2 separate regions of the Sus scrofa genome follow, and region 2 is linked to region 1. The links are chromatin contacts, called in public HiChIP or PLAC-seq maps. All regions are on one chromosome and are shown on one strand. The core of a region is the stretch at or near the end of the contact, and the rest is flanking DNA. Distances in the headings are between cores, read along the strand shown. Region 1 has its middle 15 kb from the start of PDGFA. Region 2 overlaps SUN1 (SUN domain-containing protein 1).

Evidence for each region. HiChIP or PLAC-seq counts read pairs in DNA pulled down with a chosen protein or histone mark.
Region 2: a contact with region 1 is called in an H3K27ac HiChIP or PLAC-seq map of alveolar macrophages. The contact joins two enhancer-like sites. A contact is called at or near these places in 1 of 47 Hi-C or Micro-C datasets (retroperitoneal adipose tissue) and 1 of 2 datasets of contacts at active chromatin or transcription factors (alveolar macrophages).

Annotation. Positions count from the first base shown.
Region 1 is chr3:336,072-340,150 of Sscrofa11.1, forward strand. No RefSeq gene overlaps it. Among named protein-coding and RNA genes, the nearest start is that of PDGFA, 15 kb to the left of the region's middle. Within about 2 kb of position 2,335, at least 18 of the 83 cell types and tissues checked have an H3K27ac peak or open chromatin away from gene starts, as enhancers often do. A contact at or near this core is called in alveolar macrophages and retroperitoneal adipose tissue, where this site is marked.
Region 2 is chr3:498,404-502,460 of Sscrofa11.1, forward strand. It overlaps SUN1 (SUN domain-containing protein 1), which reads left to right. Exons shown (of 24, transcript XM_021085939.1): 2 at 2,956-3,052. The coding sequence starts at 2,976. Among named protein-coding and RNA genes, the nearest start is that of SUN1, 14 kb to the left of the region's middle. Within about 2 kb of position 1,363, at least 42 of the 83 cell types and tissues checked have an H3K27ac peak or open chromatin away from gene starts, as enhancers often do. A contact at or near this core is called in alveolar macrophages and retroperitoneal adipose tissue, where this site is marked.

The DNA of each region.
Region 1 (4,079 bases), core at 1,085-3,584:
AACCCCACAAAAGCTAAGTAACAACTTTTCTTCAGACTTGGGCAGCTTGCAAGCCTCGCGTGGGGGCCTGGGGGGCGCGGGTGGGGCTCAACCTGAGCTCTGCGCGCCCCGACCGCCCCGAACCCGCTGGGCCTCTGCCTCTGGCTCTCAGTCTCCCTGCCCGTCTCAGGCTCCCAGGGCTCCCGAATCAGCCGTTTGATTCATTCTGATCCTTGAGCAGATGCGTGGGTGCCTGCGCCTCTGTTAATGTTAATCATACAGTCATTCAACAAATGTTTGAGCGCCTACTGAGTGCATGGGGCTGGGACACAGCAGGACAAGGACGTCCTGGAGGGGCTGGGCTGCCTCCACAGCAGGACCCTGAGCTACACAGGGTCTCCACCCCAAGGACGTCGAGACACAAGGCACAGCATCCTGAGCTCAGCAGACCTCTGACCAAAGCCTGTTTGGACCAAGATCTGGAAACTGGGAGGGAATGGAGACTTTAAAACAAGATTGCAAAGAACGCCCATTGGGGCTCAGCGGTAATGGACCCAACTGGCAGCCGTGAGAACTCGGCTTGGATCCCTGGCCCTACTCAGTGGGTTAAGGATCCGGCGTTGCCGTGAGCTGTGGTGTAGGTCACAGACACGGCTCGGATCCCATGTGGCTGTGGCTGTGGTGTAGACCGGCAGCTGCAGTTCTGATTCCACCCTAAGCCTGGGAACCTCCCTGTGCTGTGGGTGCAGCCCTAAAAAAAAAAAAAAAGCAAAACAGGACTGGACACTCTTTGATGCTTCTCCCGTCAAGAGGCGAATGGGGGCTTCGTCCCCTCCCTGTGTCCAGGTGGGACAGTGGGGGTGACATTGCGTGACGTGGGACACCAGGCCCCAGGAGGTGGCGCCGGCTCATGCTCACCTGGAAGCCTTTCTCCTGGGGGCTCCAGGCCGAGTGGGGATCTGGCCCTGCCACGTCCAGGGCGAGGGAAGGGGGGGTGTCCAGCCGTGAGTCACCCCCATGATTCAAGCCTCCACGGCGGGGCCCTGGCACAGAGAGCTGCCAGCCTGGCCCAAGTGGCACCTGCAGAAGCCACCAGATTCCGGGGAACGTCACACAGCGTTTGCAAACTGGCCGAAGGCTCGCTGCACCTGTTCGCTGTCTCCCCAAAATTGGGGGCCCCTCGTTCTCAGAGCCTGGCCCCAGGGGCTGTTCCTCTGCATGAGCAGGAGAAAGGGGCAGAGGGCACGCATCCCTGCTGGCAGGCCCAGGAGGGAGCACCGCCGCTGCCTTGCGGGGCAGGTGGCGGGGGAGGGGCAGGCCTGGCCACGCGGGCCCGATGGCCCCCGTCTGGGTAAAGCCTGGGGCCGCCTGGCTCTCGTCCTGAACGCGTGCGGCGTGGCCGGATTCCCCTGTGAGAGCAGTGCCCAGTCTGCGTGTGTTCCCTCGGCACCGGTTCCCTGCTCAGCGCCTTCCTCGCACCACCCGGCTCGTGCACAGCCAACCCCAGGAAGCGGTTACTGCTCACCCCACTTTAGAGATGCGATGGTGGAGCCCAGGGACGTGAAGGAACTTGCCTGATGCCCCAGCGCTCCTAGGAAACAGGACCGGCCCACCCGAGGCTGACCCTGGTGCAGGCCAGCACCCCAGGTCAGGGATCGCCTGGCTCGTGGTCCAGCGTGTTCCCGTGGTACCCCAGCCTGTTCTCCAGCTGCCCAAGCGAAAGGATTGTTTGAGCGCTGAGGTTGGTGAGGGGTCTGGAGGGGAGGTCTCCAGTGAAATGCCGCAGGGCTCTGTCCTAGAGGCGGACCTGAAACCAAGCTAGAGCAGAGCCCCTGCTGGGAGCAGCAGAAGCAAACGCAGCAGCGCCTACGTGGCTGCAGGAAAGTGCACGTGTGGACTTAAACATCCACTGCGCAACGTAGGATTTCTTTGTTAAGCAAGAGCCACGAATGGTTCCGGGAGCCTCGGGGGTCCCCAAGCCCGCCGTGGGGCTGGGGTGTCCGGGCCCAGGTGTACAGACTAAGGAGGCCTTCCTGCCCTTGGAGCCCCAGTTAGAACCAGACCAGATGAGCCCTGGACGGGGGAGACGACAGGGCCGGAGCAGAGATGAGTCAGCATCTTGGAGTTGGGTCCCGCCCCCGGAGGCCCGAGAGGTCAGTGGGTGGGTGGCATTGGGACAGGCTTCCTGGCAGGGCAAGGGCAGACCCCAGGGACCTATCCGGTCTGAGCCGCTGAGGCCTGCAGGACCCTCAGGTCTCCCGGCCGGACTGGCCGCACCGAGCCACCCTGTGAGGAGCCACCCCTCCCCCGGGTCCCACGCCAGCTGCCGGCCAGGCCAGGCGGAAGTGCTTGACCTCAAAGTGAGTCAACCCCCGCCTGGCTGATTCAGCCACCGAGCTGGGCGAGGTGAGGCTGGGCCTGGCCACTGAGGGCCCAGCTTGCCCAGCAGGCCTGCCGGGGCCGCTGGGGACCACAGGACCTCACTTCTCCACACTTTGGGGGCCCGCCGCCCCCTTCTTCAGACAGGAGCAGAGGCTCGGAGAGTGCACGTGCCCGAGGCCCGTGGAGGGCAGAGCTGGACCGGGAGCCCAGGACAGCCCCCAGCAAGAGGGCCCCACGGCCACCTGATGGCTTCTGTCCTTGGATCCTCCAGCCAGAGTTCCAAATGCTGAGGGAGTCAGGAGCGTCAGGAACAAGGCGCAGTGACTCCGAGTGGATGAGTGAGCACTTGGACCGGCCTGCTGTCCAGGCTCGGGGGCCACCCTGGGGCTGCCCCCACACAGAGGCACCCCTCCCTCCCTCTGGACGCCCCCACCCCCGCCACTGTGCTCCCCGTTCCACCAGCCCCAGCCCTGCCTGAGCCCCACTTGAGCCCACCCAGCTCAGGGAGGGGCTTTTTCCACGTATAGTCTGGGGGGTGCTTTCGTGGGCTACTTTAGACAGGGACGGGCGAGGCCCAGAGACGTCAAGGGACTCGCCAAGGCCACACAGCAAATGGCAGAGCCCCAAATGCGGCCTGGGGCAGGGAAGGGCGGCCTGCTGACCCCTGGGTTTCCCCTCTGCTCCCGCCTGTCCTGTCCCAGGAACGCCCCCCGGTTAGGGAAGCTGCAGCTTCACCCCGCCACTCACTCCCAAGGACCTTCTGTGGCCGAAAGCAGACTGACCCTGGCGCCCAGCTCTCTAGCCGCTCCTCTCCGCCCTTCTAGTGGAGCCCAGACCCCTTCCCAGGGTCTCGCAGGATCTGGCTCTCACTCCCCACATCCCACCCCACACCCCACCTTTCCTGCTTCCAGCCTCCCCTTCCTGCTCCCTAGACACCAGCTCCTCTTTCCCTCCCACACGGAGAGATCGGGGGACCCTGCACCCAGGCTCCTCCAGTGTGACCCCCCTGCAAAGACCTCAGCAGGACGGGACGCTGGTCCAGCGGAGATGCAGGGCGTCCCACGGGGCAAGACCGCCCTCCCCCGAGCTGCTCTGTTCCTGATGCTGGCCCTTCGAGGATGTCTCACATGTGCTGTCACATGCGGGCAACCCCGTGGGGTCGGGCATCATTCTCTGGAGGTCGCCCGGCACTAAGGAGCGTCCGTGCTGTGAGCCTCACGCTCAGCGCCTCCCCCACGGAGGAGGTCTGGGTGTTTCCGGTTCCGTGGGTGAGGCCTCGCGACCTCGCCGTGCAGGGGTCCCCGGGAGCGGGGCTGCGTGGTTCTGGGGTGAGTGCCCGGGCTGCGCTGGCCGTCCTACGGCAGCTGCACGTCTGGCTTCATTTTGGTTTTTGACAGAAGGCACCGATCACCAGAGCGGCCGCCCCGGTTTGCGTCCCCACCAGCCACGTGTGAGCGACCCCGTTCCCCTGCCCCCTGGCCAGCCCTGGGCGTTGTCACCACTGCTCACCTCGGCCCTTCTGACGGGTGTGGACCGCCTCCCGGGGCTTAATCTGCTTTTCCAGCGGCCAGTGAGCCAACGTCTTCCGTGTGTGTTTGCTGCCTGCCCTCCCCGAGAGCATCTCCCCAACCTCATGCCCTCACGGCTGGTCCTGCATCCTGGGGGAGCCCTTCGTGTGGGGTGGGGGTGCAGGTTGACAAGACCTTCCTCGCAGGATC
Region 2 (4,057 bases), core at 113-2,612, 160 kb after region 1:
GGTTCGATCCCTGGCCTCGCTCCATGGGTTGAGGATCCGGTGTGGCCGTGAGCTGTGGTGTAGGTCGTAGAACGTGGCTCGGATCCCGCGTGGCTGTGGCTCTGGCGTAGGCCGGCGGCTGCAGCTCCGATTCGACCCCGAGCCTGGGAACCTCCATGTGCCATAGGAGCGGCCCTAAAAACACAAAAGACAAAAAATAAAAAGAAACCGATACCTCCCTTTCAGGTAGACAAAAATGTGAGAATATATTAACGTGACTTTTTAAAATAAAAAGGCTGAAATAGATAAACAAGGACCTACTGTATAGTACAGGGAGCTGTATTCCCTGTCTGGTAGTAACTTACTGCAAAAGGGTGAAAAGACTGTGTGTGTGTGTGGAGTCACTTTGCTGTCTACCCGAGGCGGTGTAAATCAACTGTACCTCAATTAGAACCTTAAGAAGTGGAGTTCCTGCTGTGGCTCAGCAGGTTACGAACCTGAGTAGTCTCCATGAGGACACAGGTTTGATCTCTGGCCTCTCTCAGTGGGTTCGGGACCCAGCGTGGCCGGGAGCTGCTATCTAGGTCGCAGACGAGGCCAGGATCCCGGGCTGCTGTGGCTGCGGCGTAGGCTGGCAGCTGCAAATCCCATTTGACCCCTGGCCTGAGAACCTCCACATGCCGCACCTGCGGTCCTCCCCCGCAAAATTAAGAGTTCATAAGTATTTTAAAAAATCACATAAACGTAAAAGGAAAAGGCTGTACGTTCTTGCGTCTCTTCTCCTCACCAGGCTCTCACTGCCTCTTCTGTGCTGAGTCCTCGCTGGGCCGCCTTCAGTCCCTCAGCGGCCTTGCTGGTGGCACCACCCTGATCACAGAGCTTCCCGCCTGCTCTGTGGTAGGTGTCGGCCCGGGGCAGTCAGCTGGTGGGCAGAGCTGGAGGCCTCCTCCGTCCCTCTTCTCAGCCGGATGCTCCGATGCGTCTGGTCCAGTCGTGAGGTTGAAGTTAAAAGCTGAAGGACTTGGCTCTGGGGCACCTGTCACTTGTTTATGGCACTCAGCCACCCAGAAAATACCCAGTTCTCTAAGGACGCACCGCCTACCACGTGTGGAGGAGTTGGCAGAAAGCAGCAGCAATTATAACAGCTCTCACTGGGGGCTAATTAATGGTCCGAAATGCAGGCAGAGTAAAACACGGCGTGGACGTGGGGAAGAGGGACACGGCGTGGACGTGGCCTTTGGCACCGAGGGCAGGAAGTTTGGGTTTTGCTCGTCCGTAGCTAATGGGCACTTTGAGCCGTCGGCCGCTCTGGAGGATGAGCAGCAGTGGGGGTTGGTGTTGTTCTGGTTGCTTAGCGAGTTATTACCAAACATTAGCACAGTCAGAAGCATTATTACGCTGCCGCCGGGGTGTGGCTCGGTTCTGCAGAGGCCCCGCTGGAGCCGGGAGGGGTCGAGCTGTGTGGCGTTGGCGGGAAGGAAGCTCAGGGCCGGCTCTGGGGCCGCCCTCGTGTCCTGTCCTGCAGAGTCTGTGTGGTTGGACGTGGGCCCCAGGCTGGCGGGAGTAGACCAGGGGCACAGGTACGGAATCAGTACGTGGGTTGAACAGTCACGGTAATTTTATTCGCAGCGAGAGACTTTAACAGCTCTTCGTAGGATGAATCATACTTGTTGAATGAGTGCTGACCTGGGCTGGGGGGCCAGGGTCGCCACAAGAGCTGAGCAGAGCTGAAAGTAGCACAGCAGGTTGGTTGGTTTTCTTTCTTTGTTTCGAAGGAGCACACCTGTGGCATATGGAAGTCGAATCAGAGCTTCCGCTGCCAGCCTGCGCCGCAGCCACAGCAACGGGGGATCTGAGAGGCATCTGCGACCTGCACCCCAGCTCACGGCAACGCCGGATCCTTAACCCACTGAGCGAGGCTAGGGATCGAACCCGCATCCTTATGATAGTCAGGTTTGTAACCTGCTGAGCCACAATGGGAATTCCAACATTTATTTTTTACTTTTCTATTCTTTTTTGCTTTTTTAGTGCCACACCCGCAGCACATGGCGGCTCCCAGGCTAGGGGTCGAATCAGAGCTCTAGCCACCGGCCTGCACCACAGCCACAGCAACTCGGGGATCCGAGCCACACCTGCCACCTACACCCCAGCTCACGGTAACCCCAGATCCTTAACCCACGGAGCGAGGCCAGGGATCAAACCTGCAACCTCATGGTTCCTAGTTGGTTTCATTTCTGATGCACCATGACGGAAACTCCTCCCAATATTTTTACACATAGGCAATAGTCTTTATTTCTGTGGGTAGTTAATTTTTAAAAGAATGGGTGGTTTCAGGAAGCATGGGGTGAATTTAAATACTTTCGGCTTTTACTGGAAGCAGTCATCTCTACCAGAGTATTTTTGTCATGGCTTCTCTTCCCTGATCTTTGGGGAGCAGGTTGTGACTCATGAGGACGTGCGCTTTTGGGGGGAGTGTTTGTGTAAGTATTTTTAGCCGGAGGAAAGTTGGAGTCATTCCAAGAAATCTAGATGACAACCTGAAAAACAATGTGCCCAAAACTTTTCAATTTAAAAATAATCTGCGTTCTCCTTTGGGGAAAAACGAAAGTATCAACAGTACCTTCAGCTCATCGGCTACTCCTCCTGCGATGCTCCCGCCGTGGCGCCGCAGGGGCGGCAGGGCCTCGGGAGCGCTGGGCCGCGGCGTGCTGCCTGCCCAGCACCGGGGAGCTGCAGCTGCGGCTCGGATCTGATGCCTGGCCCGGGAGCTCCCTGGGCCTCGGGGTGGCCAAAAGAGAAAAAATTCAAAAGCCACCCCCCCCAGAAAACCCTGCTCTCCTGGTCTTGTTTGATTAAAGGGCTGACGGTGACCCCTTGGTCCGCCTGTGCATCGGGCCGGCCCCCGCAGACAGGGCTCCACACAGACAGGTGTGTTCCAGCCTTTTAACAGCTGCCTTGCTTTTCCCGCCTCTGCAGTATGATGTGAGCCTGTGACCATGGACTTTTCTCGGCTCCACATGTACAGCCCTCCCCAGTGCGTGCCCGAGAACACTGGCTACACGTATGCACTCAGGTGAGCTGCGCCCGCGGGTTCCTCTGGCTGCTGCGGTGCTGGGGCCTGGCTTCTCTGCGCTGAAAGCGTAGCTGTCCGTGAACTTCACGTTCTGCTGTGGCTTTACGAAGCGGCCAAGGCGATGCGGAAACTGCGAGGCCGTTTTGAAAACCAGGTGTCTCTGATGACCCAGGGGTTCATCCCTGCAGATGAGTTCCCGTCGCAGACTCCACCTCGGGAATGCATCTCGGTTTCAGTAGGGCTTTGTGATTTATGTTAACTGTGCGTATTTTATTTTATTTTGTTGTCTTCTTGCCTTTTCTAGGGCTGCTCCTGCAGCATATGGAGGTTCCCAGGCTCGGGGTCGAATCGGAGCTGCAGCCGCCGGCCTGCGCCAGAGCCACAGCCACGCGGGATCTAAGCCGAGTCTGTACCCTACACCACAGCTCACGGCAAGGCCGGATCCTTCACCCACTGAGCAAGGCCAGGGATCGAAGCCACGACCTCGTGGTTCCTAGTCAGATTCGTGAACCCCTGCGCCACGACGGGAACTCCTGACTGTGCGTGTTTTGAAGTTAACCGTAATAACCTGGAAAGTGACTTGCCTTGGAGAGAAGGCGTCATCGGCAAAGCCCGGGGTTTCAAGACCGTGCCTCCTGTCAGGTGCGATGTGGAGTTCTGCTGTTACACAGGCTCTATGCGGCGCTGCGGCGCGACGTTGAGCCTTAAAGTTGACTCGCTCTTTGCCTCTGCAGCAGAAGGGATGATGGGAGGGAAACTTTAGTTTTACAAAATTACCCAAAGGCAGAAGGGTCACGGGGTCGCTGAGAGACTGCCTGGTGGTTGGAGAATCTCTTGCATGCCTGTGAAGATGTTGCTTCAAGCTCACGAGGAAAGTGGTCGCAGCAGTCTCATCAGTTGCTTATCTTCTAAAGGGTAAAAGTGAAATCAAAACCTGAAGCAAATGGGAAGGTATTTTAAGCAAAATACTTAACGGCGTAAGTCAGCGCTCACACTGAGTGATTG